2 separate regions of the Pan troglodytes genome follow, and region 1 is linked to region 2. Evidence: chromatin contacts called from public capture Hi-C data. All regions are on one chromosome and are shown on one strand. Each heading gives the region's core, a stretch centred on a gene start, on an enhancer-like site or on the middle of the called end of the contact. The rest is flanking DNA. Distances are from core to core; before and after follow the strand shown.

Region 1 (6,211 bases), core at 730-3,229, 64 kb before region 2:
ATTAAATTTATGTAAGTCTTATAAAATTTGCTGTGATTATAAATATTATAAAAGGAGTATCTTTTCTTCTGGAGACTAACATGGGCTGGTCCCCCCCTTCCCGGCAGGCATCTCGGCGCTTTGGCACCATGAGTTCTATGTCTGGGGCCGACGACACTGTGTACATGGAGTACCACTCATCACGGAGCAAGGCGCCCAGCAAACATGTACACCCGCTCTTCAAGCGCTTTAGGAAATGATGCTTAGGCGGGGTACTTCGTTCAAGACCGGCGCTTGGCACCCTTGTCGGAAAGGGATTTTCAGCATAACATTTTCCTTCCACCTCTTTGACCTTCCCTCCAGCGTTGGCCAAATTGTGCTGAGGAAGATGCATCAAGGGCTTGGCTGTGCCTTCATAGGTCATCTAGGGTTTTATAAAGGAGGAGGAGACAATATTTTTTCAAACTTTTTGGGGAGTGGGGTCATTTCTGTATATAAAAAATGTTAATATTTAAGGTGTATTTATGTTACTGTTCTGAATAAACAGAATGGACCATTGAACCAGTCTTCATTGTACAAGTGTTTTTATGCTTCGTCCTGGGCATGGGTTATGTCTGGATGACCAACCTCCATCAAGGCCCTACTTTGTAGCAAGCACAGATGAGTAAGATGGAGCCCATCCCCAGGGAGCTACCAGGGACATGTACCCTGAGATAGAAGAAACGTTGGCAGGAAAGGCCTGGGGAACGGGGAGGGTGATCCAGCCAGAGGGAAGAGCCTGGGTAGTTGACTGTGGTCCCTGCTCACAGCTTAGCCTGGTGGATTGAGACTGGGGCTTCAACCGCACAGCTTCCTGCTGTTCTGGTGGTCACAGCTGTTCCTACAGCCTCGTCCGAGGTAGACACCCACGTCATGAAGGCCTTCCAGGTTGGCTCCTGGTGCCTCATCTTCTCTGAGAGAGTGACCTCTTGTTTCTCCCTCAAAGTACGTTTTTAGAAATTGCTGAGAGGCTAGATGCCTCTTCTAATAGCAGTTTAGTGCCCTTGGGTGTTTTAATTGCTACTTCCTTTATTTTTAATGGCTTTGGGCTTTTCTTTTATGTTCCTGGTATGAAAGCAAAGGTGTTGAGGAAAAGACAGGCCAGGCAGGATTGCTTCTTGAAAGGTAGGCACACACAAGGCATATTCGCCTTGCAGAAGGACTTGTGATTCTGAGGAGGAAGCCCACTCTGCCTGTAACAGGAAACAGCGCTCACACTTGGGGAGTGTTGAAACCCTGGCTACATAAGGCTTCCAAGTGGCATCCCCACAGCTCGGCAGCAGCTTCCTGTCCTCAGCTCTAGCACAGGTGGGCTACTCTCTGTGATGCAGCCACAGACTGAGGAGAAGAAAGTATTAGGTTGGTGCAAAGGTAACTGCAGCTTTTGCCATTACTTTTTTTTTTTTGAGACAGTTTCACTCTTTGTCCAGGCTGGAGTGCAGTGGTGCGAACTTGGCTCACTGCAACCTCCACCTCCCGGGTTCAAGCGATTCTCCTGCTTCAGCTTCCCAAGCAGCTGGGACCACAGGTGCCTGCCACCACGCCCAGCTAACTTTTTGTATTTTTAGTAGAGATGGGGTTTCACCATATTGGCCAGGCTGGTCTCAAACTCCTGACCTTGTGATCCGCCCGCCTCGGCCTCCCAAAATGCTGGGATTACAGGCGTGAGCCACCGCACCTGGCCACCATTACTTTTACTGGCAAAACCCACAATTACCTTTGCACCAACCTAATACCTCTTTTATCAGGGGGCTTTGAAGCAAGAGCCACCTGCCCCACATTCCGCCTCTCTGAGCTGACCTTTTGGTGACAAACACACTCTCATAGTCTGGTCAGTAGCTGGTGCTGCCAGGCATCTAGCCACTATCAGTGCAAACCCCAGGAACCAGCAACAGGGCCCTCGCTAGGAGTAGGGGGCCGAGCAGCCCTGTCTGAGATGCGTGCTTGAGCCCACAGACTCGCCTGTCATGTAACCCTGATGGGTCGGCACTCAAATGTTCAAACTTGACTGTAACTCTTTTCAGTCTACCTCCTGTCTTGCCTTTACACTTGAGATCCTCAAACAATACTGAGCATTTCCTGTATTTTCACATTTCTGGCCCCTGTTTTCTTGTCTACTGACAATGTTGAATTTTACCTGAGCCCTGTGATCCTAGGAAATAGATACATTTAAAGGAATCCCTTGTCCTTGGTGTTCTGGAAAATGGCTTACTGCAGAGAACCATCCTTCCTGGTATGACTCATGAATGCTCCCCTTGAAGACCCCAGTCGAGGCCAGACACAGGCCTTTCAAATTCCCATTCTTTGCCCCATAAATTAGCTAAACTGCTTGTCCCCAGTGATCAATGGGAACAAAATGCTTGTGAACCAGACTTTGGTTTACAAACTTTGGCTCACCCTCCCCTCCACCCCTCGAGAGAATAGACTGGACTCAGGGTAAGTCACTGATTGGATCTACTGTCCCACCATGCTACTCCCCTTCATCCCACTTCCTGTCTTTTACTTGCTTCCCTCCCTATAAAAGAAAACCCCTTTTGCCTAACCCTGAGACAAACAGATCTTATGTTCAGTGCATTCTCCCTGCTGCAATAGTACACCCCTCCCCACCACTTTGCAACAATCCTTTCAAATAAAGTCTCCCTTTACTAAGTCCAGATTTTTTCTTCTTATTTTTCTTAACATTGTCTATTCTGTGAACTTGAGTTCCAGATTTTTTATTTGACATCATGTAACAAGTTTTTATCTGAATTTCCAAATGTCTGTTGGTAGTATATAAAAATATAATTCATTTTTATATATCAGTTTTTATATATCATTCCTCAGTCATGCTAAACTCAGTTCTAGGAAATTTTTCTGTAGATTTCTAGAATAAGTAGACTAAAATCAATGAAGATATAGAAGACTTGAACAATACTATTAACCAACTTGACCTAATTGACATTTACAGAATTCTCTACTGAGTAACAGCAGTATAAGCATTATTTTCAAATACACAGATCACTTGCCAAGACAGAATCAATTTCAGGCCCTACAAGTCCATTGGAAAGTACACTGGTAAGTATTTAAGCCATACAAGCTGTAATCTGTGCCCACAGTGTGATTAAGTTAAAAATCAATAGAAAAAGAGTCTGGAAAACCCTCAAATATTTGGAAAACGTGGTGGTTAATTTTAGGTGTCAGCTGAGTTAAGGGATGACAGGTCACTGGTTAAGCATTTTTGGGTGTGTCTGTGGGCATGTTTCCAGGAACGAGGAGCATTTGAAGCTGTAGACTCAGATCCACCCCCACCAACGTGGGTGGGCCTCATATACCCATCAAGGGACCAGACAGAACAAAAGGATGGAGGAAGGGTGAATACAAATTGCAGAATACAATATTGATACATTAAAAAAAAATCAATTGGCCGGGCGCAGTGGCTCACACCTGTAATCCCAGCACTTTGGGAGGCCGAGGCAGGTAGATCACCTAAGGTCAGGAGTTTGAGACTAGCCCGGCCAACATGGTGAAACCTCATCTCTACTAAAAATACAAAAAAAATTAGCCGGGTGTGATGGTAGGCGCCTGTAATCCCAGCTACTCAGGAGGCTAATGTGGAAGAATCTCTTGAACCCAGGAGGCGGAGGTTGCAGTGAGTTGAGATCACACCACTACACTCCAGCCTGGGCTACAAGAGCAAAATTCTGTCTCAAAAAAAAAAGAAAAAAATCAATGATCTTTTTATATACTTAGAGACAAACATTTGGAAGTTGAAACAAGAATACTATTTACAATAGCATAAAAATATGCAATGCTTAGGGATTATCTTATGAAATATGTAAATTCTGCCTGTATTCGCCTATTAATTTAATCTTTTTTTTTTTTTTAAACAGGATCTCACTCTGTCACCCAGGTGAGTTCAGTGGCACAATCAAAGCTCACTTCAGCCTTGGCCTCCTGGGCTCAAGCGATCCTCCTGCCTCAGCACCCCAGTCCGACCCAGTAGCTGGGACTACAGGCACATGCCATCATGCCCGGCTAATATTTTTTTTTTTTTAATTTTTTGTAGAGACAAGGTCTCACTATGTTGCGCAGCCTGGTCTTGAACTCCTGGGCTCAAGTGATCCTCCTGCCTTGGTTTCCCAAAGTGCTGGGATTACAAACGTGAGCCACGGCACCTGGCCGGTTTAACCTATTTTAAATCGAATTCTTAACCAGATTTTTCATGGAAACGTACAAACTAATGGTAAAATAAATGTCAAAGAATAAAGAAACAAAAATATCAAAGAGAATTTATAAGAACAGTGCAGTAGGCACAGGAACAGAAAAATATACCAGTGGAATGGAATACAGAGCCTAGAAAAATATTACTGAGAACTTGATCTGTGATAGAAGTAGCATTATATAAGTGTGTATACACACACCTACATATCCTCCTACATCTATATCCATTCCAACAGTATCTTTCTATCTATCTATCCCCATGAGTTCACACTGAAATCTCTACACAGGGTTTATTTGTTTATTTATTTTCAGATGGAGTTTCGCTCTTGTTGCCCAGGCTGGAGTGCAATGGCACAATCTCGGCTCACTGCAACCTCCGCCTCCCAGGTTCAAGTGATTCTCCTGCCTCAGCCTCCTGAGTAGCTGGGATTACAGGTGCCCACCACCATGACCAGCTAATTTTTTGTATTTTTAGTAGAGATGGGGTTTCACCATGTTGGCCAGGCTGGTCTCGAACTCCCGACCTTAAGTGATCCGCCCACCTTGTCCTCCTAAAGTGCTGGGATTACAGGCGTGAGCCACCGCATCCAGCCCACAAGGTTTATTTTATCATCTATTTTATGTTCACAACTTCATTCTTTGACAATGAGAAAACTGGCTCCCATTTTACACAATATATTAAATATTTTCTTATTTGCTCCCTTATAGGATGTACGAAAGTCATTTCAGACCTGTTAGTTTATGCCTCTGTGAAAATTAGATTTTAATTTTAATTCGAGTTCTAATTAGATGACTCTAATTTTCATTTAACTCTAATTTTAATTAGAGTTAATTTTGTGTTAGGGATGTTTGGATTTGTAACCTGAGGGCATAGAGACTTAATCTTGTGTTGCTTGTGTTTTTTCCCCAACCATCCTTCAGTGTGGTTATGTTGTTCATTTGATGAGCAGTTTCATTCATTTGGGGCTTTTTGTATCAAACTTTAGTTTGTATAAGATTGTCCTTATCGTTGTTGATTTCTTATTTATTTATTTATTTGAGACGGAGTCTCTATCTCTCGCCAGGCTGGAGTGCAGCGGCGTGATCTCGGCTCACCGCAACCTCTGACTCCCAAGTTCAAGCGATTCTCCTGCCTCAGCTTCCCGAGTAGCTGGGATTACAGGCACGCGCCACCATTCAAAAATGCCCTAGCATTCTGTGATGCAATATTGTGTGACTGAAAGAAACAGTATAGAAATTGGAAGACTGGATCTTAGTTTGTGGCGGGCTGTACCTTACTATATGACCTTGGGGAATTCACCCAAACTGCTTTTGCCTCCATTTCCTGTTTGATTTCTCCATTATATTAGGTCAGAGCACAAGGAAGATCTGAAGAACATATTTAAATTCCAAAATGAAATCCGAACATCTCTCTGAGAAAACCTTCTTTTTTTTTTTTTTTTTTTTTTTTTGAGACGGAGTCTCGCTCTGCCACCCAGGCTGGAGTGCAGTGGCACAAGCTCAGCTCACTGCAACCTCTGCCTCCCGGGTTCAAGTGATTCTCCTGCCTCAGCCTCCCGAGTAGCTGGGACTACAGGTGTGTGCCACCACACCCAGCTAATTTTTGTATTTTTAGTAGAGACGGGGTTTCACCATGTTGGCCAGGCTTGCCTCTAACTCCTGACCTCAAGTGATCCTCCCGCCTCGGCCTCCCGAAGTGCTGGGATTACAGGTGCGAGCCACCATACCTGGCCGATTTTATTTATTTTTCTCTTTTAAGCATGTAAAACACTAACATGATTCCAAAGTCTAGACTGCACAAAAAGTTATATTTAGGAAAGTGCCTTTCTCTTATCGCTGTTTCCTTTGTGTTTTTCATCCGTTTCTTGACATTCCTTGTAGGCATCTAATTTCAGTTTCTGGTTTATCTTGCCTGTGTTTCTTTTTTGCTGAAATGAGCAGACACATACGTATTTTCTTATTTTTCCTTCTTATTTTTTCTTCTTTCTTACAC
Region 2 (6,946 bases), core at 3,879-6,378:
CTAAAAATACAAAAAATTAGCCGGGCGTGGTGCCAAGCGCCTGTAGTCCCAGCTACTCGGGAGGCTGAGGCAGGAGAGTGGCATGAACCCGGGAGACAGAGCTTGCAGTGAGCCGAGATCGCGTCACTGCACTCCAGCCTGGGCGACAGAGCGAGACTCCGTCTCAAAAAAAAAAAAAAAAAGACACTGCTTTGCATAGACGAGTTATTGACTTGCTCTGTGTGGACCTTACTTGATGAAGGCAGGACACGATGGCTAACTAGTGATCTCCTGTGCACTCCAATCTCTAGATTAGGGCAGCCAGAGTGGGCCGGGCCCAGCATCCTGGGGATTCTGGGGGGCAGCCTGAGGCCCTTTCTGGCACACACCGAGCAAGCCCTGCAAAGAAGGTCACACAAAGTCCCAGCAGATCCTCCAGGCTCCACGGCATCCCTGACATATTGCTCTTCAGTGATTAAAAAAAGCTCCAGGATCATTTTTCCTGTGGCTCTTCATGACAGGAGCACATGAATCATAGAGTGAATGTCACTTGCCAAATACGTTCAGTTATTTATTTATTTATTTGCCATGAATTAAGGAAACAGTCTTTCGTTTTTAGTAAGACATTAGGTGCTATATGGAATTGGATGAGTTTGACTTCATGCTGTGTGTATTCCCAGGGGACTTCCTACCTGCCACCGCGTCTGTTTCAGTCCCTGGTGTTACTCACTGCCTGCCTGTGTCTGCCACTTTCTCTCCTTAGACGTCCTTCACCTTGTCCTGGACGGTGTACCTCCTGGCAAGGCACCCAGAAGTGCAGCAGACGGTGTACCGGGAGATTGTGAAGAATTTAGGGGAAAGGCATGTTCCAACTGCAGCTGATGTCCCCAAGGTCCCGCTGGTCAGAGCTCTCCTTAAGGAAACCCTGAGGTAAAAGGCTCGCCAGAATCCGTCAACAAACTGTGTCCCTTAGGTCCCTGGTTCTCTAGCACAACAAGTCCTCCAAATGCCCCCCCCCGGCTGACCTGTTCAGGATGAGGATGTTCGTGACTGTTATTTTTTCTCTGCTCTTGTCAGAATAGCAGAAAGACCATTCTGTTTTACGGGTCGACATAATCTTTGTTCTCTGTAAAGATCTTTGGGCCAGGCGCAGTGGCTCACGCCTGTAATCCCAGCACTTTGGGAGGCCAAGGCAGATTACCTGAGGTCAGGAGTTCAAGAGCAGCCTGGCCAACATGGTGAAACTGCGTCTCTACTAAAAATACAAAAATTAGCAGGGCGTGGTGGTAGGCACCTGTAGTCCCAGCTACTTGGGAGGCTGGGGCAAGAGAATCACTTGAAGTTAGGTGATGGAGCCAAGATTGCACCAGTGCACTCCAGCCTGGGCAACAGAGCGAGACTCTGTCTCAAAAAAAAAAAAGGAAAAAGATCTTTGGAGCAGTCATTGAATATTGTCCCTGCTTTAGCCAATTGGCTTACTGGGGGTTTCCCAAAATGTTCCTGGGTCAATGGCCTTTGACTTTGTTCCTCTGAAGATAACACGAAACAAGATCGATTTGTTAGGAAAATAGTTTGGGCTGTTCAGCTGATTTGCAGACCTGGATACAAACCTCATGGTTCTTGAGTGAATGTCCTCATCTGGGTTGAGACGCCACCCAGTGAGGCTCAATTACTCCCAGACAGGGCTTTCCTGACAAACAGAAAAGCCGGAGGGATGTGGGTTGTCCTGGGTTGAGGGGATGGTTTGGGTAGGAGGTGGGATTAGGGACGGATGACATCCCTTCCCCCAAACACGGCATCCTCTGTGAGGAAATGCTGTGACAAAAAGCAAAGCTTGTTTTCTGCAGTATATACTAAAGAATTCTTTCAAAGCTGACTTGATAATGACCGTCAACCTATATAGCATGCTGTTGAACCTCAAAATTAAAAAAAAAAAAAGCAGCTGGCTGTGGGGTTTATTGGTATTTGTCAATTAAAGTTTTATTCAGGGTTTTCTGAGATAATCTGATCGCTGAAGTATCTTTTCTCCAAATGCATTTCATGGGGCCTTAAGTCCTATGAACTATTCCTTGATAAAGTGGTCCCGTGGTCACATAAAATATTAGAAACTTGGAATTTTCCCTCCTGGGAACACAATGGCATGTGAAAGGCTTGGCTTTGTGTTTTGCAAATGTTTTGCTTTGGGAATCTTTTCCACATTCCTCAGAATACTCGCTGGTAAAGCAAGCCAGCAAAGAAGCAGCAAAGGTCCTTGCAAAATGTTTCAGTTGAAAATGTACCATGTGTTACTTTTTAAGAATTTTTAATGGAAATGGGAATATATCCAGGGTTCTGAATGTTCAATAAAATACTGTGAAAGTCACCACGCCATTCCCGTCCCCGCTGGCTCTTTTCCAGGCTGTTTCCAGTGCTGCCAGGGAACGGCCGGGTCACCCAGGAAGACCTGGTTATTGGCGGGTATCTGATTCCGAAAGGCGTGAGTTTGGGGCCATGGGGGTGGCCAGGCCTTGCGGGTCGGGGTTGAATTGGAATCTGCTTCTACCTTCAGGAAGTCTTTGTCCCTAAGCAGAGATCAATAGGTTTCCTTTTCTTTTGCATGTATTTTAAGATGAAGATGGGGTGTTGGGAGAAAGGAAGGGAATGGTGTGATCTCACTGCTCTGGAAATTTACTGCTCACCAGCAAGGCAGCCCATGCTCCTTGGCCTGCTCCCCAGGCCGTGTGGAAGTGGCCAGTCACCGCTGGGAGTCTCTGAAGGGCTCGACGGCCTTCTCAGTGGCTGCAGTGACATTTGGGGTGCAGTGTGGAGTGGGAAGGGAGGGAGCGGCTGCCATCCTGGGTGTGAGTGGACCCAGGCGGCCCCCAGGCGGGAGCACCCCAGGAGACTGTCCGGCTAGGGCTCTGGGCCCTGCCCTGCTCTTGAGTGATTCTGCTCCTTATCCCTTTTCTGTCATCCCTGATTTCCTCAGACCCAGCTGGCCCTTTGCCACTATGCCACATCGTACCAGGATGAGAACTTCCCTCGGGCCAAGGAGTTCCGGCCTGAGCGCTGGCTGCGGAAAGGAGACTTAGATAGAGTTGACAATTTTGGATCCATCCCCTTTGGTCATGGGGTTCGCAGCTGCATAGGGCGGAGAATTGCAGAACTGGAGATTCACCTCGTCGTGATCCAGGTAGGGCGTGGAGGCCAAACGTTGGCCTTTGGGTTCGGCCTCTTTCTACTGGGCACAACAGGATAAAGACTTCCAGGTTGAAAAGCAAAGACGGTTTTGGAAACTTAAGATCAAGAGCCGTCAGGCACTGTGGCTCACACCTGTGGTCCCAGCTACTCAGGAGGCTGAGGCGGGAGGCTCACTTGAACCCAGGAGTTCAAGGCTGCAGTGAGCCGTGATCACACCACGGCACTCCAGCCTGGGCGACAGAGTGAGATCCTATCCAAAAATAAGAGCTCTGCATGAAATCCTTTGAAAATGCCTCCCCATCTCCCGTGCCCACCCCATCCTCCAACCGTGGTAACCATCTTCAACCCCATGGCCTCCTGCCTTGCTTCACTCCTCCTTCACATCCATCATGTGGGTGGACGACAGGCCATGGCCTGAAGATTTGGATGGGGTGTGTGTCACTGGGGGTGCCAGGGGCCCAGAGCCCAGCTCTCCTGCCACCACACGGTGAGTTAGGAGAGAGGGGAGCGGGAGTCAAATGAGTGGTCTTCAAACGCTAGGGAGCATAAAGCCAGCAGGGAGCACCTTACAAGGCGGACTCCTAGCCCCGCCTGCAGAGTCACGGGTTTGATGGGTTAGGGGTGGGGTGTCCACTGCTGCTGCCGATGCTGATGGTGCGGTGCGTGGGCTACACTCTGAGAAACCCTGGAAGTCTAAGCGAGGCCCTGTGGGGATTGGGGACCCCGCCTCCACCTCTAGTGGCCGTGTCTGCAGTTAGGAGCTGGCCTCTCAGGCACCGTCAGCAGCAGGCCCCCCCCCGGGAAAGGCACAGTGGTGCTCTTGCTGGTCTCCTTTGTTTAACTGACCCAACCATTTACACGGAGCAGTGGTTCTCAAGCTTCTTAGGTTGTGAAACATCAGGAAGCCCTGGGTGTTGTTAGAGAACACCTTACATGTGAAGATACATAATTCTGGGTTTGCACCGTATCTGGGTTCAGGCTATAGCAGGAACTAAATAACACCTGAAGGAAATTTTATAAAAGTAAAGTCAATGGCGGAGAAAATTCCACCCATTAGCCTCTCCTGCAAGTTGGAGAAGACTGTTTCAGCGACGGGAAACCTTGGCCCGAGGTTTGGGAGCTCCATTGTTGCCTGAACATTTGGAGAATGTGGGGAGTGCCTGGTGACCTCATCTCCCCATTTTACCGATGAGGAAACCGAGGCTCAGAAAGCAACAGTCACTTGCCAAGTCCCACAGTGGCAGGTGCAGGGCAGGATCCAGGTGTCTTGACTTTTCCCCTACAAGTCATGCAGGTGCCCCCTCCAGGCTCACTGGGAGACCGGAGCCGGGCAGAAGGGAGAGTAAGGGACCAGGGAAGCCTGGTTGGCTGGGAGGAGGGGTAGAGGGATTCTGGATGGTCAGGCTCAGGGTGGGCACCAGAGCTGGAGAAAGTAAGGGTCTACTGCCCAGGGAGGAGGCAGAGAACGAGGTGTGGGGAGAAGCCCCGCTGGCTCAGGGCTGGCTCTGGAGGCACAGGTGGCCCATGAGACTCTGCTGGGGTGGGGCTGGTGGGACCAAGTGGCCATCCCACCTTTGTGTGGATGTGGCCGCTGCCCCTGTCCCTGGGAGTATGTGAGTGGCAGCTCGATGTGTAGGGGGAGCTCAGGGCAAGCTGGCTTCACCCTCAGTTCTGCCACTTGCTGGCTCCGGGACCTTGGCAGGTTTCTCAGCCACCTGAGCTGAGCCTGTCACGTCATTTACAAAAGGGGCCAAATCCCTGCCTGATAGGTGTGTGAGGAGTAAAAACAGTCCACGCACAGAGTCTGTGCCCAAGAAGTGGAAGCTGTTCTCATCTTCTGAGCCCTGCACTAAGTCTGCTGTGGGGAGTGTTTTCAGGAAGGTCTCAGCTCCCTAAAATGCTGCTGTGCCTCCCGCAGCCACTGCACCCTCCCGGAGGGCATCGGTGAGTTGGGAGGGAGGCTTGTTGCCCCCAAGCTCTGGCTGCCTGAAGAACCGGGGTAGACACCTGAGCAAGAGGCCAGCGGTGAAATGGTATTTGGAGCTCGTGATGGGGTCTTGTTTGCTGCTGTCAACATATGAATATACCTGCTAAAGTTTTTGCTTAAAAAGTCCTCATTTCTACCTGGGCAAGTGTAGAAAGGGAGCATCACGGTTTTTATTTTATTTTATTATTATTTTTGAGTCTTGCTCTGTCGCCAGGCTAGAGTGCAGTGGCGCAATCGGCTCACTGCAACCTCCGCCTCCTGGGGTCATGCAATTCTCCTGCCTCAGCCTCTGGAGTAGCTGAGATTACAGGTGCCCATCACCACGCCCAGCTAATTTTTGTATTTTTAAGTAGAGATGGGGATTCATCATGTTGGCCAGGCTGGTCTCGAACTATTGACCTCAAGTGATCCACCTGCCTTGGCCTCCCAAAGTGCTGGGATTACAGGTGTGAGCCACTGTGCCTGGCCCATGATTTTTTTTTTTTTTTTCAGAGTCTCGCCCTGTCACCCAGGCTGGAGTGCAGTGGCGCAATCTCGGGTTGCTGCAACTCTGTCTCCCGGGTTCAAGCGATTCTCCTGCCTCAGCCTCTGGAGTAGCTGGGATTACAGGCACCTGCCACCATGCCCAGCTAATTTTTTGTATCTTTAGTAGAGACGGGGTTTCACCATGTTGGCCAGGGTGGTCTCGAACTTCTGACCTCAAGTGATCCATCGCCTCGGCCTCCCAAAGTGCTGGGATTACAGGTGTGAGCCAGCACGCTTGGCCCATGATTTTTAATTGTTAAGAAAAAAGCCAGGCACTGTGGCTCACACCTGTAATCCCAGCACTTTGGGAGGCCAAGGCGGGCAGATCATGAGGTCAGGAGTTCGAGACCAGCCTGACCAACATGTGAAATCCCATCTCTACCAAAAATACAAAAATTAGCCAGGCCTGGTGGCGGGTGCCTATAATCACAGCTACTTGGGAGGCTGAGGCAGGAGAATTGCTTGAACCCAGGAGGCGGAGGTTGCAGTGAGCTGAGATCGTGCCACTGCACTCCAGCCTGGGCGACAGAGTAAGACTCTGTCTCAAAAAAAAAAAAAAAAAAGAAAAAAAAAGAGAAGGCACAAATAGTACCAGGAATGAGCAGGAAGGCACAACTGTATAGACAGGAGTTGATTTTTTTTTTAATCAAGAAAATACCTAAAACAGTTTTTTTGCCAATGAATTTGAAGACTTAGATAAAGCATACTGTTTACTAGAAAAAATATAAGTGATCCAAATTGACTCAAATGAAAGAGAACAGACCTAAGATATCGAATCAGTGAGAGCAGATCAAAGAAATGAGTCAGTGGTAAAAAGATTTACCCCTAAAATATCCTGAACCTAGACAGGGTTATTGGCAAGTTTTATCAAACCTTCAGGGAACAGGTAATCATCATCTTATATAAATAGAGAATAGAAAAAGGAAGTCTCATTTTGCGAGACTTGCATAACCTTGATATTCAAACCTGGAAAGGATGATATGGAAAATAAAAACTACAGGCTGGCCTGACTGATTAATAATTGAAGATGGAAAATATGCAAAATCAACAGTTGGCAGGCTGAATGTATAAAACGGAAAGGCATCTTCACATATCAGGTGTATTCAGGAATGCAAGGATGGTCTGCCTAGAGAAAATCTGTCAGTAGAATTCACCAAGATAAAAAGGAGGAAAATTACATGAGCATCCCAAAAGATAATTGATAAAATTCAACCCCAATTAATGAAGAAAGTCTCTTGGCACAGAAGCAACAGTGGAGCCTTTCTTTCTTTTTTT

Evidence for each region. Capture Hi-C pulls out chosen DNA fragments and counts their contacts.
Region 1: a contact with region 2 is called in a capture Hi-C map of stem cell-derived neural stem cells, with 2.5 times the contacts expected there. The contact joins two enhancer-like sites. A contact is called at or near these places in 1 of 7 Hi-C or Micro-C datasets (stem cell-derived neural progenitor cells) and 1 of 1 other capture datasets (stem cell-derived neural stem cells).

Annotation. Positions count from the first base shown.
Region 1 is chr13:27,930,554-27,936,764 of NHGRI_mPanTro3-v2.0_pri, reverse strand. ERCC3 (ERCC excision repair 3, TFIIH core complex helicase subunit) reads left to right here. Exons shown (of 15, transcript XM_016949674.4): 15 at 108-545. The coding sequence ends at 239. Among named protein-coding and RNA genes, the nearest start is that of ERCC3, 40 kb to the left of the region's middle. Within about 2 kb of position 1,979, at least 1 of the 24 cell types and tissues checked has an H3K27ac peak or open chromatin away from gene starts, as enhancers often do. A contact at or near this core is called in stem cell-derived neural stem cells, where this site is marked.
Region 2 is chr13:27,868,638-27,875,583 of NHGRI_mPanTro3-v2.0_pri, reverse strand. LOC470525 (cytochrome P450 27C1) reads left to right here. Exons shown (of 9, transcript XM_009443230.5): 6 at 743-909; 7 at 2,377-2,455; 8 at 2,948-3,151. Among named protein-coding and RNA genes, the nearest start is that of BIN1, 84 kb to the right of the region's middle. Within about 2 kb of position 5,128, at least 1 of the 24 cell types and tissues checked has an H3K27ac peak or open chromatin away from gene starts, as enhancers often do. A contact at or near this core is called in stem cell-derived neural stem cells, where this site is marked.